Linked DNA regions of Arachis hypogaea: region 1 is linked to region 2. A link is a contact called in public Hi-C data. All regions are on one chromosome and are shown on one strand. The core of a region is the stretch at or near the end of the contact, and the rest is flanking DNA. Distances in the headings are between cores, read along the strand shown. Region 1 holds the start of LOC112758639. Region 2 holds the start of LOC112758622 (linoleate 13S-lipoxygenase 3-1, chloroplastic).

What was found. A called contact is a pair of places that touch in the nucleus more often than the background predicts.
Region 1: a Hi-C map of leaf shows a contact between it and region 2, with 2.6 times the contacts expected there. The contact joins the promoter of LOC112758639 here to the promoter of LOC112758622 in region 2. A contact is called at or near these places in 2 of 8 Hi-C or Micro-C datasets (both in leaf).

The regions. Positions count from the first base shown.
Region 1 is chr16:25,733,619-25,736,318 of arahy.Tifrunner.gnm2.J5K5, reverse strand. LOC112758639 reads left to right here and starts at 1,312. Exons shown (of 5, transcript XM_025807349.3): 1 at 1,312-1,960; 2 at 2,092-2,700. The coding sequence starts at 2,153.
Region 2 is chr16:25,562,416-25,565,115 of arahy.Tifrunner.gnm2.J5K5, reverse strand. LOC112758622 (linoleate 13S-lipoxygenase 3-1, chloroplastic) reads left to right here and starts at 1,264. Exons shown (of 7, transcript XM_025807335.3): 1 at 1,264-1,870; 2 at 2,010-2,293. The coding sequence starts at 1,468.

The DNA of each region.
Region 1 (2,700 bases), core at 63-2,562, 170 kb before region 2:
GATAACATAACAATAGAAATAAAATTATAGGTTAGTTAAAATAAATAAATAAATAAATAATATTTTGAACATAAAATATTTATTAAATAATAATAATACATGAATAATAGAAAAATGTATAACAAATTGAACATGTTATAAGTATAATTGTAAATATAATAATAAAATAATAATATTATAGCACATTGTGCGGTTTGGATTGGATTGGATCGGTTATGAAAAGTAGATCCGAAATCCGATCCAATCCAGCGGTTTGCAAAAAATAAAATCCAATCAAATCCGAATTAGTGCAGTTTTAATCGGTTTTCGGTTTGGATCGGATTGGATGAGCGGTTTAATTTGGATCGGTTTGGATTTGAACACCCCTACTCCGAATAGTCGTTTATTGTGGAATTATTAAGAGAAAATGTTAATGTAGGACAATCTACCTTGACTCGTTTTTATAGTTTACATACTTTTGTATTACCGCTTCTTACTGTTGTATTTATATTGATGCACTTTTCAATGATACGTAAACAAGGCATCTCTGGTCCTTTATAGAGAATATATATCCTAGATATTTCTAATCAATTATTTTTTATTTTGGAGAGGAACAAAAGTATTTCATTGCTACAAATATGGATTATTAAAAAAAATAACATGTATTTGGATATTTTCCTGCAACTTAAGACTTAACAAAATTAGTGTCTTATTTTTTTATTTGACATATACGAATAGTTAATAGTTGAGGGGGATTCTTTGAAGAAAAAATGGATTATGGGAGTGTGTGACTTGAACTATTGATTGGATCGCGCGGATGGATGACTTTTTCATATCTGCCACATTTAAATTTGTAATAAAATGTGTCTAACCATCAATACTTAAAAGTATAATATAAAATATGTTAGATTAATAGACAAAAAAACTATATTAAAAGAATTAAATTAATGACTAAGTAATCACAAAAAATAATAAATTTTGATGCCCTTAGTATTTTTCATTAGAAAATTAAATTTATAAATTGTTGGCTACAAAATTAATAATAAAAATAAAACTAGAATTATTTCAAACGTTGAGATTAAAAGTTAATCGAATTAAATATCAAAGATAATTTTAAAGAATTTCAACAATATTAAGAACAGAAAATATATTTTGCTTTTTCTTTTTAACAAAAAGATGCTAGTTTGAGTGTATTATTATTATTATTATTATTATTATTATTGTTATTATTATTGTTATTATTATGATTATTATCTTTTTCTTTTGTGGCACTATTTTATTATATAAAATGTACATGTATATTTTATGAGCACACAAACTACACTCTTTTGTAGATTACAATAGATAATTAATTTTCTGGGTGTTTTCAAATAAATAAAGATAGATGTAGCTTTTGATAAAAAATAAAATAAACAAATATTTTTAGAAAAGAATTTCCAACTACAAGATGCAGCTAGGAAAAGAAATATCTGCAAGGAGGAAACGACGAATTTTGAATTTCGATCTTCCATCAACTGTGGAGAATGGTGATGGCTTCAAATGATTATTCGCAAGAAATTGACATGAGAATATCCTTACCTAAACTTAATGGTTACATTTCCTCTAACTTAAAAACGAAACATGACCGTATTGATCCCCACCGGCCACCAAAATAGTTTTCTTTCTTTCTTTCATTTATAATAAAGTTGCTGATTTGTCATTGTGAGTCTCACAGAATGTTTGAGTTTTGATGATAATGATGATAATAATAAGTCCCTTCCCTTTGAAGCCAAGAGACTTTGATGGTTACGTGACTGACATGCAAAGCTTTGGACATTGTTGGTTAAGGTAAGGCACTTGAGACTTGAGAGAGAGGACATTCCATTCTGTTTTGGAAGCCAACCAACTAGCTTGTTATCTCTGCACTCTGCACCCATTTTCCTCTTAGGTTGCATTGTCCCTTTTACTTTTATTCTCCTCCTACTCTCACTCACGCTCCCAGGTAATACAATGCTTTTCTTATTTTAGTTCCAAGCAATTCATATTGTTGCTTAGTTCTCATATGTTTTAACACAAACTATAATGAATCAATCAGATTTTTCTACTTTCATCAAATTAATTTTTATTCGACAGGTATACTCGTCTTCCATATATCAAACAGTCAGGCCAGGAATTAGAAGAAAGGGGAAGAAGAATGGCATCCCTCATACCGGGAGTACTTCTCAAACTTCTCCAAAGTATGAATTCCAACGTAAAAGTTGGCGGTGAACACCGCTCCTTCCTTCTGCAGGTGATCAGCATTGTCCCTGCCTTATCAGGCTCGGAATTGTGGCCAAACCAAGGTTTCTTCATAAAAGTATCTGACTCTTCTCATTCTACCTACGTTTCTCTCTCAAAGGAGGACAATGAGCTTATCTTGAACAATCAGCTGCAGCTTGGACAATTCTTTTATGTAGATAGAATTGAAGCCGGTACACCGGTCCCAATTCTTGTAGGGGTTAGACCAGTTCCAGGCCGGCACAGTTTCGAAGGCAAACCCAAGGATTTGATGCAGATGTTAGAAGTGTCAGAGCGTCCAGCACTTCCTGATAACATTGGAGTTAATGCCCCCAAATCCCTGGACTTAGATGCCAAAGAGAATCCAAGTTCAAGGCACAAGATAATAATTAAAGAGGAAAAAGCTGGTGTTGCATCCAGGTACATGCAGGGGGTACTAAATCCAAACTCAAAGGTGAATGTCCC
Region 2 (2,700 bases), core at 15-2,514:
TTCAAAATATAATATTTCACTAACCTAAATTATCGCTGAATTTATCCGCCTGTAAATTCGACAGTAATGCACACGTCAATTACTTTTTTTTTTTAAATATTATTAGCGAAATTACCGGCGAATTTATCATCGAAAAATAGAATTCGACGGTATTCTTTTTCTCGACGATTGTCAAATTTATTGGTAAATCTGACTATAAACTCAATACTAATATTTGACAATAAATCTATCATTAGTCAATGTTTTTTTTTTGTAATGTGAATCGAATAAAATTCTCTTTTCAAGTTAAAAGTTTCCAAGCACTCTAAGGGTAGGCATGTTAGAACATGCCAAATTTTATTTAAACCATCCTTCCAGGTTTTGAAAACTCTAGTGTGCAAGAAAACTTAGTGTTGAAAAGGTCCTATTGCCTTGGTCAGCGTTTGGTTTTTCGTTATCTCCTCACCCTTTGGCATTGCTGGTTCCTGCCTCTTTCTTCCTTCAACGTCAATTAGCTTTCAAGTCAGCATGGTTTATTATTATATTATAAGATTGACTTTTGAATGAAAATTTTTTCTTTTGCTTATTAATAACCACACCTTGTATTATTATGCATTCAATTAATATTTGTTCTAAAAATATATATTAAAATTTTGTTTATAAAAATATAGAAGTTATATTTTTAAGATTTTGTGTCTATTTTTAATATATTGTTAGATATTTATTAAAATAAATATTTAAAAATAATAATCTTAACATGAAAGAGCACGCATTAACTAATAAATCCTATTATTATTATTATTATTATTATTATTATTATTATTATTATTATTATTATTATTATTATTATTATTATTATTATTATTATAAAAACAATCATATCATCATCATATTATATTAAATTATATAGTCAATCATAAAAATAATACAATGTAAGATTGACTTTAATACCAAAAGAAAATAGTTTATTAATTAGGAAATTACAAACTATAAAATAAGGTGATATGGCGCTTCAAATAGGGAATATATTCTATAAGAATAGAATTTGTATTTGAGAACATGAGAATACAATTATAAATATTGGATTGATATAAATGACTAAATTTAAACTACTTTTTAAATTCAAATATATATTCATTAATCATGTTTAAGCAAGTCACCATATATATATTGACTAATCGTTTTCCCCTTTGTTTCCCGCCCACAGACGGCGTTAACTAGCTTAAACCACGGTTTGACCGGGGAGCCCAATTATTTTGAAGTCTGCAATCAAAATAAAATAATAGTAAGAAGAAGAAGAGGAATTCAAAGGTAAAAAGCACAGGATGATTCATAAAGCAACCATTCGTAAGTATTATTTTTCTGAAAGACACCGCGTGGCATGGGTGCTGACAATGACATTATGGGTGATGCTTCTCTCTATATATATTATCCAACAAAACAAATTGCTTTCCTCAACTCCACCTCCACTTACCTCCGCAGAAGAAGATGGCACTTGTAAACGAAATTATGGGTTCTTCATTGATAGAGCGGTCCTCACGATGGGTTGTCTCCTCCTCAACAAATTCAAAATCAAAACCAGTGTTTCAGTTCATAGAAATGAGAAAGGAAAACACAAGATCTGTGAGGTTGACGAAGGCTGCAAAGTTTCCTGCAGCAGTTGTCAGCGAGGATTTGGTTAATACGCTTTCCGCCTCCACCTCCGCCACCGCCCCCTTGCACGCAAAAAAAGAGAAACCAGTGCAGTTCAAGGTTAGAGCTGTAGTGACGGTGAGAAACAAAATCAAAGAGGATTTTCAAGAGACAGTTGTCAAGCATGTTGACGCCATCGCTGATAGCATGATAGGAAGATGTATTTTCCTGGAGCTCATCAGCACTGACATTGATCCAAGTAATTATTTGATTAATTAATTAATAGTTCGTTTTCTCTGCCTCTCTCATAATCATGATTAACATCCATGCTTGCCAATTCAGAGTACTTTAATTAGGAAAACAATTAATTAATTTCTGGGCTGTGTTGTGTTGTTTAGGAACGAAAGGTCCAAAGAAGAGCAAGGAAGCAGTGGTGAAGGACTGGTCGAAGAAATCGAATGTTAAAGCGGAGAGAGTTACTTACACTGCTGAATTCATTGTGGACTCCAATTTTGGGGATCCGGGTGCGATTACGGTGAGCAACAAACACCAGAGAGAGTTCTTCTTGGAAAGTATAACCATCGAGGGGTTCGCCTCTGGCCCACTTCATTTCCCTTGCAACTCATGGGTAAGGCCCACCACCAAGGATCATCCTGGAAAGAGGGTTTTCTTCTCTAACAAGGTACGATTATCCTTTTTCTTGATCCAGCTTCAAATGTTCATGTCAAAGTCAAACTCTTCAATATATACCAACTAGTTGAACTTGTTGGCCGCCAATTCTATTTAATATTCAAACCTTTCTAAACAAGCGAACTTATTTATATCTATCTACCTTGAGAAATGGTATTTCGTTCCTGGGTAACCAGCAATGAATATTGAGTATTAAATTAAATCAATTAAATAGATATTGACTATTGAGTATATATAAATTAAATAATTCTAGAATTTATAATTAGTTAAGGAAAACTATCAACATTCAATAACGAGTTTGACTTCTATATATATAGATATAATAACTAAATGAAATTAATTATGTATAAAACTAAAGAAAGTTAAAAATAATAAAAATGAGCCACGGCGATGTTGACT